Regions from separate parts of the Zea mays genome. Here regions 1 and 2 are each linked to region 3. Evidence: chromatin contacts called from public Hi-C data. All regions are on one chromosome and are shown on one strand. The core of a region is the stretch at or near the end of the contact, and the rest is flanking DNA. Distances in the headings are between cores, read along the strand shown.

What was found. Hi-C and Micro-C count contacts between places; a contact is called where the count stands out from the background.
Region 1: a Hi-C map of ear shows a contact between it and region 3, with 2.6 times the contacts expected there. The contact joins the promoter of LOC100278713 here to the promoter of LOC103637390 in region 3. A contact is called at or near these places in 5 of 25 Hi-C or Micro-C datasets (bundle sheath, ear and leaf).
Region 2: a contact with region 3 is called in a Hi-C map of ear, with 1.9 times the contacts expected there. The contact joins the promoter of LOC100286304 here to the promoter of LOC103637390 in region 3. A contact is called at or near these places in 2 of 25 Hi-C or Micro-C datasets (ear and leaf).

What each region holds. Positions count from the first base shown.
Region 1 is chr8:151,142,152-151,147,057 of Zm-B73-REFERENCE-NAM-5.0, reverse strand. It overlaps LOC100278713, which reads right to left and starts at 3,266. Exons shown (of 6, transcript NM_001352911.1): 1 at 3,101-3,266; 2 at 2,438-2,637; 3 at 1,798-1,866; 4 at 1,632-1,707; 5 at 1,476-1,540; 6 at 1,127-1,397. The coding sequence starts at 2,620. The coding sequence ends at 1,305.
Region 2 is chr8:151,122,894-151,127,875 of Zm-B73-REFERENCE-NAM-5.0, reverse strand. It overlaps LOC100286304 (triacylglycerol lipase), which reads right to left and starts at 2,223. Exons shown (of 2, transcript NM_001159191.2): 1 at 1,522-2,223; 2 at 156-847. The coding sequence starts at 2,193. The coding sequence ends at 227.
Region 3 is chr8:151,307,770-151,312,408 of Zm-B73-REFERENCE-NAM-5.0, reverse strand. LOC103637390 reads right to left here and starts at 2,159. Exons shown (of 21, transcript XM_020542492.2): 1 at 1,747-2,159; 2 at 1,548-1,629; 3 at 814-853; 4 at 428-676. The coding sequence starts at 1,878.

The sequences.
Region 1 (4,906 bases), core at 2,017-4,516, 170 kb after region 3:
CGCTAACCCCGGCCTTAGTGCGTGTTTAAGTTTATAAATTTCAGGTTTCGCTTATTCACCTCCTCTAGACGACTATCAGGTACGACCTCACCCTTGCTAACCAATATCATGAAATACGATCATGTGCCATCACAACGCACGAGTATTATACTAGTGAGTATTAAATATAGGCTTAATTAGGTTTAAAAAATTGTCTCGTCTTTTAGTCTTTATCTATGTATTTAGTTTTATAATCAGACTATATTTAATAATAGTAATTATTATTTAAATATTCGATATAACATGGACTAAACTTCCCATCAATTTATTATGTGCAGGTGCAGCTGCTTTGCGAGGTCCCCAAAGCCAAATTGGCGTTGTGCTACGGTTTGAGTCAAATATGCGCGATAACTTCGTATTATAATTAGGATGTTAATGAGCTCTAGATTTTACAATATAAAATTTAAAAATCAAATTTAATTAGAATCGGGTTTTATTACTATTTATTTTTGAGCTAAAATTAATTAAATAATTTAATTTATTATGAAGAAATATTGATCGTGATCTGTTACCATCCCTCCGTGTCTCCACATCGCGTCTCCACATCGCGTGCGTGCTCACTCAGATTCCTTTATTTATGTATATGGATCCCACGGACAAATAAAATGCAACTTGGATTCGTCGACAATGGCCGTTGTTGCCCTAGAGTGAAGCATGCGGCCTGCACAAATCTCATATACCATCCCTGCAGCCTGCAGGCCATTGTAGCTCGATCGCACCAGAGCAGAGGCATTATAGCACACAAAACCTTGCAAGCTCTTCTGTCCATACGCACAACGCATGGGACGAGCCATTGAATGATCTGAATGCCGATTTTTATGCTTAGCTTGAAGATCTCAAAGTTGCAAGGCATTGTACAATATGCATTCCACTATCGTATTTACTCCCTACGTCCTCATCTCATTATTTCGACAGATCAATCAATCTTAACTTTCATTAGGTTAAAAATTGTATCTACATTTGGATCTCTAAACATATTTACTATAAAATGTATGACATGATTAATCTAATGATGTTTATCCGGTATCATAAATATCAGTATTTTTGGTATATATTTAGTCAGAATTAAGATTGTTTCTCCTTGAAATACGAAGGGGGTTTATTTTAGGGCGGAGTACATCACAACGAACATGTTCACAATAACCTTTTGCCACATGAGAGAACAGGTAGCACAGTCAAAGCCCGCCAAAAATCACAACCGCTCTCTGCTGGATGTAGTGATGAAGCTACACGTCGACCGAAAGCTCACTAGATCACACCACGGATCATTGTGCCGAGGAAGTGTTAGCCCCCACAGCTGGGGTTTTAATGTAGCCCAAACCTTTCAGCTTCTCAACCAGCTTCCTCTCCGCAGCAGCCTGAGATCATGAAACCACAGTGAGTGTCAGATATGTCAACAAGATCGTTATGCAACTATGCAGCCCACCTGTAAGTACCTCAAGTATGGGGCTGTCCTTTGGGATGTTGCATGCCAGGACTATGTTCAGGCCAGTCTTCAGCACTGGGACATGTAGGGTGCAACCTTTCTGTTACTAAAAGCTAACCGTGAATGCAGCACAATTAGCCACTGCAACTGCAAACAGAAACGGTACCTAGACGGCGAGCCATACTTGAACCGGTGTTATCAGATGTTCCTCCTAGTACAGAGGTAACACTCACTCTGTTATCCTAAAAGGGACACGAAAAGACAACATGGCACAAATGACAACATAAATAATTAGACAGCATCCTCTAAGAATGAAAACGATTAGCGCTTACCGGTCTAGTGGTTGCAGCAGCATATAAATGGCCAAACTTTGCTGTGTTGCATCCAACCCACACGTATATCTGCATCGAAATGAATGAAAGGAAAAGCTAAAATATGATTACTAACAAAAAAATGTTCTGTATACACCAATTAAATCATGAGACGTAACACACTGCCAACAAGCTATGAGGATATTCTTTAAAAAAAACAAGCTGTGAGGACTGAAACAAATATACATCTAAAATACAATGAATGCATAGAGTACGGCAACACATGAGTTTTTGTCCAGGCAGATTAAGGACTTGGAGCTGACTATTACAAGTGACATAAAGCGTTCCGCCAGTCATAACCATCGTGACCACAACGTGAACAACCTTACGAGGACATGATAAACTTACTAAAATGCTAAAACTAGCATACTTTCAGGTGATCAGGTCACAACATGATATGCTAGACAGCTAGTTACTTATTTTACTGAATAAAAGTACACAGCCAGCTGGTAGAGCACAGCAATGAACGACGTTTAAGCCTTACATCATCAGAAGTTACATAAGTTTTTATATAATATTGATGAATCTGTGCTATGTTATGAATTTGAAGAACTTTTTTTTCAGTTTGATACTTCAATTGGAGCCAAGAAAACATGCCTACCTGTTTAGAAAACCTCACTATCTGAAAGTGAAGTGTTACATCGTGAAGATCCTCTGTGAAACAAGTGACGTGTGCACCCTCCTCAGACGACATATCACCTGAAGAATAAGTTTCGCCCTCTGTCCGGGTTGGCGAACCAACCACCAACTCCGAAAAGCTTGCCCTCGCCTCCTCTGAAGACATCACGCGCCTCTCTAACTCTGAAACGAGATGAAGTTACACCTTCAGATAGGTGGGCAACATGATCACCTTGTTTTATCAAGCCCGGGGGGTATTCCACTACACAATTCGCTTGCATGCCGATCGCAAGAGGACCAATGAAAAAAAATTGAAATGAAGTTTTGCAGTCACATAATTGAGGATACTCTTGTATTCACCTCAATCCACATGTATTGAGGTGGATTTGAGTGAACCCCAATCCACCTCAATACATGTGGATTAAGGCAAGGCCTAATTGGGGGCAAACCAGTTGTATTTACCAATTAGGGCGAGATTTTAGAGCGCGAGTATATCGAGAGTGACAGATGCAACAGGTGAAACCTTTTTATTTACGCATGGGTAGCATGGCCTGCACGCGCAAGCACCGGATTTGAACTAATGATCCTACACAAGCAGTAGATTTAACAAAAAGTTTCTGCATCTCGAAGCTTGGGAACTCCTCACCTTAGCTTCTGGCTCCCTTGGGCCACGCGCGGCTGCACAGATGAGATGGGATCCCCAGGGCGGCGAGACGGGAGCCTCTCCAGGCGATGCACGTCGCGGACTTGCGTAAGGACCCGGCGGCGGCTCGCGAGACGGCGGGAGCGTTTAGCAATGTGCACTGTAGCCGACCTGACCTCGGCTCGCAGCAGCAGCAGCAGGCAGGGGAAACATAAGGTTCAGCCCGCTAGGCCCATGAGAGCAGTGAATTTGACTGGATGATTGCAATGAATTTGACCTCTTTTTTTACCTAGTAAGACTCATCCTTTTCAACACTCTGTTCTGAAGGTAAAGAATTACAAGCCTACATTCTACTGAGATTTATCCGGTTGGTGTTCTTTCAATGGATACTCACGTTGTCAGCGCGGAATGGCTTTTGCGGTCTGCAAAATCTTGTTTAGCAATTCATAATTGTCTTTTTTGTGTGTGATTTTCAAGCTCCGACAGAGTGAATGTTTAAAAGAAGAAAACGGTCGATTTATTCTTTGATGCACTCATTTTCGAGAGATCATTTATGTCTTATTAGGGCTAGTATGGGAACTCCATTTTCTCATTTCCCATGGAAAAATAAACTAATTTTTTTTGGGAAATGAAAATCCCTTAAAAAATGTGGTTCCCAAACTAGCCCTTAAAAATATTAGCTGAGTTTAAGCACTCGTACATGACTGCTGAGCGGCGACAACGGTGATGCTCTGCGCTGCGGGGTTTAAGCAGAAGGCACGGGGCGCCGCGCTTGGGAAACAAATCTTTGGGTTGAAAAGGTATGGCAGGGAGCGTGGGTGTGCAGATTGGTTGATGCTAGTAAACGCGCTATAATCGGTCGGCGGCGTGAGAAGGGACCAGCTATACATGTCTAAACATGTCGTCATACATGATCGGGTTCAAGCACAAATTAGGTATGGCACGCTGAACTAGGGTCGTGCCTGAGGGGGTCAAGGGGGTCAACCGCCCTGGACCCCCACTTCTCATGGCCCCCACCTTCTTAGTGTATATAGGAACCCTTACTCTTAGGTCTTAGACTAGCGATCAGCTTAGTAGGCCATAGTTTACACACGAACGAATGTAAATAATCTGATATTAGAGTTAAGAATATTGCAAATGACACTGCTAGATAGACCAATTTTTGCTAGGGATTTTTTTAGTTTGTGAGAGAAATAGATTGTTATCCCAATATATTTATTGCTTTATCGGATATTATTTATAGTACCAGAAGTTGTGACATCAACTAAAAAAGCTTCTCAAAGCTAAAATTATTAAAGAATTGTTTAAGGTCTACAATGTCTCAAGAAATGTTAAATAGGCTATCAACTTTATGTGTTGAGAAGAAAATGTTAGATGCTATTAATATTGAAGCCATCAATGATGATTTTGTATCTATAAATGTTAGAAGTCATTTTAAGGTGTTCCTTATAATATATTTGAGATAATAATTTGATTTCTATTTTTTACCACTCAAGTTTTTCTATGATACATCGAATTATTTTAATTAGTTGATATATATAATAGTAAAAATAGTTCTTATGGTATTGGGGCCTCCATTTATAATAGATTTACTTAAATTTTAAAACTAATTGAACAATACATCATGTTCTTGTTCTTTCTTAACATTGGAATGATGCAGAGCAAGTGACCAGACCGTAGCTAGATTTGACACTTCAAGTCTGCTTATAATACTTGCAAAGGGCACCATACCTGACCCTCTTACCATCAATGACATGAGTTAGCTCATTGAAATCATTCCAGACTTTAGATCTAGGTGCCCTCTTCCTT
Region 2 (4,982 bases), core at 974-3,473, 180 kb after region 3:
ATGGATTTAAATTTTGAGAAAATCTTGGGATCTGTTGGAGACCCATATATAGAATGGAACTAAGAGATTTAGGGAGATCCTTATTCCCTTGTATTGGGAGATTATTTTTTGGGCTCTCTTGGAGATGCTCTAACGGTCCGATGAGATGTTTTTTATTGTCGAGAAAACTCTTGCTTTCGTATTATTAATTCGTTAATAACCACCTTTAATGAAGTTATCAAAATCATCACATAGCGAGGTTACCCTCCTCATGATCCTGCAAAACCCAGCGTCCGCTGGCGTCCCTGGTCATGCCCTTGTTCCCCTCCACCCACCAGGCCGCCGGCACGGGGTAGTCGTCGCTGAGCGCGTCCACCTCCTTGTTCACCAGCGCGACGTCGCGGTCCACCTCCAGGCTGAACCCGGCGGCGTCGCCGGCGCCCTGCGTGCCGGCGACGCCGTGCAGGTAGCACTCGAGGTTGTGCCAGGCGGCGGGGCCCGGGCCGGGCCTCTTGAGGTGCGGCGACTTGCGCGTGTCCAGCAGCAGCTCCACGCCGACATCCTTGTAGAAGGCGTTGGGCAGGACGGTGGGCACGACGTCGGGCGCGTTCCGGACCCGGAGCAGCCGGGCGCCGGGCGTCGAGTCGAACGCCTTCTTGAACTGGTCGTCGCCCACGCGGGGGCTGCCGAAGACGATGGCGGCGACGGGGACCGTGTCGTTGTTGGGGCCCCGGACGTTGAGGCCGTTGGCGACGATGTCGATGGCGGTGAGCGTGGAGAGCGCCGCGCCCAGGCTGTGGCCGGTTAGCGTGATGCTGCAGTTCTCGCCCTTGTACGCGTCCAATAGCCTTCTAATCTCGGCCAACACCTGCATGCAGGATTAATTTGGCACTCGTTCGTTCAGTGGAGTATCAGTACCTAGACTAGATTTGGAAGGAAAGCGATTCACGTCTCCTTCCCAATCCAATCAAGAAGGCCGGTTTGTCGTTTCGTCGTCCACCCTATGCCTATCATTAACGGACAAACAGTTTGCGGCGTACTGTCTTGTTGCTTCTCGGCAAATTCTTGTGGACACCAACACCTAAGATGTTCCCGTTCCTACAAGATTCTATACAAGATGAAAATGCATGTTCCTATCAACACAAATGGCTACTAGAACGCACCAGCCAAATCATTTGCCAGTCCCCTACAGCGTGTGAAACAAAGAAGCTTGCTCTCTTCAAATGTCTCTGTCGGTATCCTAAAAAACATACGGGGCTACGAGCTACTACCTGTACGTACTGTCGGAATCTCAACCATTTATTGTGACGACACAAAAGGTCCAACATTTGGATGCAAACGTGTGAACAAACCGCGCCACAACGGCACTCCAGTTTGTCCTATCTCGTGCGCATGCAAAAAAATTACGAAAGTCACCGCAAAATTACTGGCCATCAGTCAGTGGCTATTGTGCCATGGAATGGAAGGACACAAGGAAAGGAAACACTAGAGAGACTGTGTCGGCGAATAAAGCACACGAGGGAGGAGTCAAAACTAGATTACCTGCTCTCTGGCGCTTTGCTTGTTGAACCGCGACGTGGAGTTCCTCGACGCGTACACGGACAAGAAACCCCGGTGCACCGCCGGCTGCGACCACCCGGGGCCAGGCCCGACGACGCCCGCCGCCGGCACCAGCGTGATGTCCAGGTCGTTGGCCCACTCCACGGCGCGCTTGGTCCCGCGCCACGCCACCACGATGTCCCGCCTCCCCAGCCTCGCGACGCCGGCGTCCGTGGCCACGGCGACGTACCCCATCCAGTTGGACTCGGCGCTCCACGCCCCCGGCGGCGCCGGCCGCGTGATGAACTGGCCGGGGACGCGCGCGCTCGACGTCGCGTACAGGAACCTCGTCACGTTGTACGCGTCCGGGTCGGGCGCCTGCGCCCTGCGGAGGAACGCGCCGGGGGCGTACCGCGACGCGCCCGCGTACGGCGACGCCGGGTCGCCGATGAACGCGTCCGACGTCGCCTGCGCCAGCTCCCCGTACCGGATGACGGCGCGCCGGAGGTCGCCGTCGAGCGGGTCCAGGAGCCCGTCCCAGTTGTCCCGCCCGCTGAGTTCGGCCCATGACCTCTGGCTCTGGCTCTGGCTCTGGCTCTGGGCGGCGGCAACGGTGGTGTCGGTGGAAAGCGCGGTGGCTACGAGTGCACAGACGAGGAGGAAGGAGCGGTGCATCTTGGAGACTAGCTTGTGCTGCTTGCAATTGCAACTGAACGAACTGGCTGTCGTTTATTTATGGACCTGTGGAGCATGGGCGTATGAATGGCAGCGCGTGCAGGGTGTGCTGCATGCACAGGGCTGCAGAACTGCAGCTGGAAGGAAAGCAACATGTGTATGGAAGCAATAGCTTGTGGGGGGAAATGTGAGAATCAGGGAAGGAATATGGAACATGAGACAAAGCTACCCATTTTTTTAGTTTTTTTTTGTATCAGTATAATTATAAAAGTTTAAAATTCTATATAAGCTATTAAAAAAGTCATTAGGTCCACCTTCCGTCCTGATGTGTGGGCCATGTGCCCATGTCGTTGAAGATGTCCACACAAATAGTGAAGAAAAAAGTTCGCGCCAGTGTTCGAGATAATTAATTATAAATTTTTATAGTGATACATAGAAGAAACACTTTTTTAAACCCAACAAAATATCAAGAAATTAATTCTCTCGAAGTGACGACCTAGCAGCTCTTTCGGTGTGGATGCAGATGCAGATGGCCAGATGCAGTGCAGGTGGATATGGATGTGTATTGCAATAAATTCTGAGCATAGTGGGCTACTGGGCTGCTGTAATAAGCCTCAAAGTGAGGGCCTGCTGATGCCACACAGCCGCAGGCCAGGAGCCCAGTATCCAGCGTCTGGAACCGTTAGTTATGAAACACTAGCAGGTTACATGGGCAAATGCCACTTCTCTTCTCTATTGGTATCTCTTTTCTACGGTATTAGAGCAACTCCAATAGTTATGTAAATTTTAGCTCTCTAAATCATAGATTTAAGAAGTTACTAAATATTTTTTGGAGTAAAAAAATGTGAGTTCTCCAATAGTTCTCTAAATACAGGTTGTAATTTTGTGTTGTATATATCCATATAAAAAATAAGTCACAAAAACTATATAATGCAGTCAATATTTTTGTTTAGGGAGTTGTTAAATGGTTGCCAAATGTAGAGAGAAAATGAGGTTAGATGACAAGTTCTTAAATTTAGAAAATTCGTTTAGAGAACTGTTGGAGAATAGTTTTTATGTTAACTACCTAAATTATTGATTTAGGAAGTCTTTTAGAAAACTACTGGAGTTGCTCTTAAAACATCAGTTTCAATGGTCGCCCTGCGTTAATATTTTTTTAAAAAAACCCTACATTTTTTAGAATCAACATGCATTCCTATAATCTCTTCTCTATCTCTATTACTATAATATGAGAGTTTATATAAAAAATAAGTCTCTACCTCTATTAAAGCACTAGTTTCAACGGTCGTCCCGCGTCAATATTTTTTTAAAAAAACATAAATTTCTTTAAAACCAACCCATGCTCTTATAATCTCTTCTCCACTACTATAATAGAAGAGTTTATGTAAAAATACTGACCAACGTCTGGAACCGTTAGTCTTGCTAAGAAATCTTAGTAGGGTTATATGGACAAATACCACTTATACCTCTAAGGCCTAGTTTGGGTACTCTAGTATTGACCCCAATTCATATGTATTGAGGTGGATTGGGGTCTAACTTAAACTAATCTACATCTCAATCCACCTCAACATATGTAAATTGGGTCAATACTAGAGTACCCAAACAAAGTCTAATGGGTCTCACGTCTCTATATAAAGGAACATGTACTCCCTCATAGATTGTAGATTTATCTAGAATACTTGCATAATACTTTTATAGCAGCAAGTGCCAAGTATATGAGAACAGGGGTTTATAAATAACATAGATACACCTCGCTAATTTACCTATCACTTCCAAAGTACTCCCTCAAACTTGACGTTTGAGGATTGACCTAAGTTAAACCATTGAAATTTTGATCTCTTTATATTAAAAAGTAGTCATACCAATTGGTGACATAAGTGTTAACCTTTATGTACAATATTAGTCAAACTCTAGATATTAAACTTAGGACAATCCTAGAAGATTAAGTTTTTTTATGGAGGGAGTATGTTTCGTTGGTCTATCACCATCATATATCAAGCCTTGACCAAACACACATAATTTAGTATCTCAAAATCAATTAATTCATTTCGATTTAATACACCTAAAAAATAAAGGAACCATCATGCATTTCAAAGTAACATCTATTTTCTCTTTTAACTTTATATGTAAGTCCAATTAAAAGGCGTATCCAGTGCCGTAGGCTTCCCGTACTATGCGAGGTCTGGGGAAGTCCAATTAAAAGGCGTACCCAGTGCCGTAGGCTTCCCGTACTATGCGAGGTCTGGGGAAGTCCAATTAAAAGACGTACCCAGTGTCGTAAACTTCCCGCACTGTGCGAGGTATGGAAAAGGGTATCTTTAAACGTCAAGTCTTACCCGCATAATATGTAGAGGCTGGGGCTCAAACCCGAGACCTTCCAGTTACAGATGATAGGCTCTACCGCTGCATCAGGCCCACCCTTCATATGTAAGTCCAATAATTGGGATATAAATTAAGAATAGCAACACAAATAAATTGAAAGTTCAATTCATCAGCGCTTCTCAAATCTGTGTAGAGAAACTTGCAAGTACTTCCCTGAAATATCAAACTTTTGAACAAATACAATTCAACCTTCCAACTTCCACGCACAAGAAAGTAACGGAACAATCTCAACTGTTACATTATGCTTTGCTCATTAAACTGAGATTGATAATAAATATATAATATCCTGCCTAAGCACTAGTATTACATGACCATATAATCCCTGAAATTCTGCATTAAAGGTGAAAACCTTCAAAAAAAAGGGAAACGATATTTATGTAGTTTTACCTAAACTGTAAGCGGTCAGT
Region 3 (4,639 bases), core at 910-3,409:
ATGTTTCAGCCCAGTTCAGTTCCAGGTTACAGTTAATAAAGTAATGCTTTAGTTTCCTCAGTACCAAACATAGTCGTATGGATGTATGTAATTGCCACAAAAAGTACCAGTAAAATTAGCATATCCCTAATGATCCAGGACATAGAAAGAATACACCGGTTACTCTACATTCTATGATATATAAAATAAATGGTGTCAAGTAGCCAAAGTGCAAAAAGTAGCCTATAGGCCTCAAGTGGTGTACAATGTAGGTTAAACTCTCAACATCCAAAATTTTGTGATAGTTTCGCTCCTGAATCAACTACCCAAAAATGAACATGGTTAGAGAAAATAAACCTTGTATGCATTATCCAATTAGACACATCTAAATGTCATGAACAAAGAATTGTACCCATAAACTTAAGTAACTAGAGAAAAATAACCATACCAAAGAAGTGACCTATTGTCAAGCTCCTGCTTAGGAACATCGCGGCCCCGCATAGTCACCAAATCCAAAAATATGACTTTGTTCTCACAACAAATGACAACAAAGTGTCTTCCTCGTGTCGAAGGTGCAGGTGCACTGAACATGGAAGATTGCTGATTGACTGCAGTTGGGGCCTCAGCAGCAGCAGAACAATTGCGCCAATGTTGCCAAAAGCGAACATCATCATCATAAAAGGAAACCTGCTTTACACTTGGAGAAGAACAGTAGACCCATCGGGAGTCAGGTGAAGGTAATATGCACATGATCATCATAATTAACAATAACAACAAAGCATTTAAGTCCCAAGCAAGTTAGGGTAGCATGATCATCATAATTAAGGGACATACCTTCCCCCTCGAATAGCCTCGGTGGGCTTTCCTTTTGAATCTGCACAAAACATTGCACATGGGTAAAGCGAGAAGCACATATTACTTCCACTGATATGGCTTGAAAAGGGATAATCAACAAAACACTAAATACCATGGGTATTGGAAGTGAAGGGGGCAGCAAAAATGTGAAGTCGAGAATGATAAAAAAAACACAGCTAGCTTCAACAAGGATCAAGATTTAGCCTACATTTAGGATAGGATATTGGCATGTTGCAGACAAGTATGTTTTGCAAATAACATTTGAAATACAAACTTTAGTGGTGATATCAAACCATACAAACTTTAGTGGTGATATCAAACCAATACTTAATACGCTAGTAATGCAGTGCAAGTTGAATGTAACCATGTCCTAGCAATGAAGTATTTTGTGTTGTCGTTCCTTCTAGAGATGAGTATATGAGAATAAGGATTTTCATTGATACAGTTTACCACCATTACCATGAGATTGCATTACTACAGGAAATCAAGCAACGTATCATATCTCTACAAGGACAGAGAAATGACATTTCAGCTTCGGACACTCTGACAAATTCAGGTCGTCCCAAACAGTAAATAAACGCCCATTTTAACAAATGCACAACCATATGTCACAATTGGCCAGTGTGAACAGCATTAAACTATGCACAACAACCACATACCATGCCAAAAACCACCGATAATAATAAACGAAACTGAACTACTGCGCCACATACCATCTCCCTCAGCGAGTTTCTCAAGCTTCGCTCCAACCAAGCGACGCTCATCAACGCCACCTGCCTTCAGCTCATAGATCACCTAACGGATTACAAAGCACCGTGAGATCAAATGGGCCCCAAACAAAGCTTCGAAGCCTCTCTGTATCGCGGGATCAAACAAGCAGATTGCTAGAAGGTCCCTAAAAGCAAGCGGTACCTGGCGGTGCTCCCAGTTCCAGACAGAGACGCGGTCGTTGGCGTCCGCGGTGACGAGCCAGGGGTGAGTGGGGTGGAGCTGGATCTTCACGACTTTGTCGCTCGTCGGCCGGAACGCCCGTAGGCGGAGCATCTCCCCGCGGCCGCCGCGTGCTGCGGCGGGGTTGTCGCTGGCAAGAGGCAGGCGGGGGCAGGAGCAGAGATCTGGAGTCTGGAGATCTGGGGATGAGCAAAGGGGAGGTAGCAGTGATGTTGTGCTGGTCTGGTGGCGCCGTGGCAGGGTCGGGGAGATCTGAACCAGCAAGGCTGCAACTGCAACTGCAACGGTGAGAAAGGAGGCGAAGAGAAGAGAAAAATGAGCTGGACGAATGGGCCGTGATAAGCCTGCTGTCGACGGCCATGATGAATACGAGTAAGTTGAAATATATGGGTCTTATTGGCAAAGAAATTATTGGTCTACTAGTCAGTTGCATGTGCTTTGCTACGATTTTAAAATATTTATTTAAATATAATTATTGTTTATTTCTAAACACTAAGGTATGTAATCTGATGACTACTCTCAAATGTTTAGAGCGAGGTGGGTTCGAGTGCTCACTTTGCACTATTTTTTGAACGGTGTGGTAGCGCGGAGGGTGAAACCGTGATATCATCAGATGCCCATATTAGGTTCTTATTAGATTTATGTATATAATTGCTACAGTTGTTATATACTCAAATATAACTATTTTTTATTTATAAAACACTAAGGTACGTGTGTTCTAGTGGTTAACCCAAAAGTTCTGAAGCAAGGGGACATGGGTTCAAGTGCTCAATTTAACCAAAAGATCGATTGAGGACTTGATTAGCAACTCTTCAGATTGATCTACTTCCTCCGGTCTCCTTCGTGTCTTCTCTTTCTGAACTAGGTGAGTGCTCGTGCGTTGTAACGGAAACATATAATATCATAGTTAAGTGCTCGTACACTGCGACGGAAAATAAACCTCGTGCATAACAACTTTGATAGCACTTCTCTATTTTTGGGTTAAGCAGTTATTGTAAGATTAGCCACACAAAGGAAACTTGGGCATGCAACCTTGGTCATCAGGAAAACAAAGTACCAAGAGGAAAGCAAAAGGGTGAGCCGATTCAAACTGTGAACATCTTGGTCATCAGGAAAACAAAGTACCAAGAGGAAAGAAAAAGAGTGGGCTGATTCAAACTGTGAACAGGTAGGCACTGGTGCCTAAGTCTGTCATTTGATAAAATATCAGATAAATTACCATCAGTAGCTAACTGTAACAATGAAACAACCAGCACCATAAGTTGTGCAACTTCATTGAATATGAACTAATCTAAGTGTTGTGCCATCTAAGGGCTTGTTCGGTTAGCTCTCAATCCATGTGGATTGAGTGGGATTGGGTGGGTTTAAATCCCAAGCAAGTCAAAGTTCTTCTAAATTTTTTCCAATCTCATCCAATCCATGTATAATGGGAATAACCGAACAAGGCCTAACAGATTTTAGCTTTCAATAACCAGCTATACAAGTCCACCTAAGACTCCAAGTACACATGACATACGAAAGTCAGAGAAGACAATAATAATTTTACATAGCTGAGAATTATTTTGCATAACTGAGAAACTGATGAATAGTTGAATACCCTGCCTTAGTGGCATGAAGTTGTACTGATTTATCAATGACAAAAACAAACAATGGTGATCCTGTTACATTTTGCCCACCAGTGGCAATCTAGCAAACAAACGATTCCTAAGCGACACAAAGGAAATCTGAACGAAATAGGATGTAGCCCTTCACACATGAAAATCCAGTCATCTTATCTACTAACTTCCTACGATTGCCTGCTAGATCTGTTGGAGCACTACATGAACTCCATAGCTCGCCATATTGTGCATAGAACAAGCATCTCCAAGAGGCCAACATCGAGTGATGTCTGTCACTTCCAAGAGGTCCGATGAAAGAGTTGTTAAATATATGGAATATGTATAGAACAAGCATCTCCAATGCGTAAGTAGATATAAGACCATGGTGAGCTCCAAGAATACGACTCTCATAGAAACACCCTGCCTTTATCAATATGATACTCCTCTAGAATAAATGGTATTGGTTGATCAAGTTATCAATCTATTAAAATGCAATCATTAAACAAATATAGGTAGAAAATCAATCATATTTAAACACTTGAATCATAAATGGTAAAAGTTTTGAGCATGTGCTCTGTATTATTGCATATACAAATTAAGATGGTTTTGGAAAGTAAGAACACACCTCCTCAAGAAAACATAGTGTGCATAATCCACCGACTTGATTAAATGAGATGTCAACAATAATGTTTTTCACAAGACAATTTATAATCCTGACATGTACATGATATACGAAACATGAGAGAATTACACAAGTGTATGCAAAAATATAGGTGGAAAATCCTTAAACATGGTATATTCCCTGAAAGAAGATAAGGGAAGGGAGCAAGAAAAAAATATAAGATGCATTTTCTGTATTAAGAACCAAGGATGATGCTAAGAAGTGTCTTCAAAATAATCATCCAAAAATTAATAACATATTAGCATAGATGTTTTCCCAGGTTACATTCTGCAAAGAACTATATTAAAGGAACAACTGCTACATACTAAACTGAAGTTTAACTTAGATATTTTTTAACTTTCTGTTATGTACAGATTTATATGGCATAGCATGCAATAAGCAACTTCTGGTAATAACTTCGACACAATCATAAAGTCATAAATGCAACTGTGTTTTAGAGCATAAAGATATAGTTCCTGTAAAGCATATTGTCCACCCAAGAAGCTTAAGGAACAAGAAGCACAACATAGGAAGTGGGATAGATGAAAAGGCATAAATAGTGCTTACCATGCCAACCTGATACAACTGGTTCTAT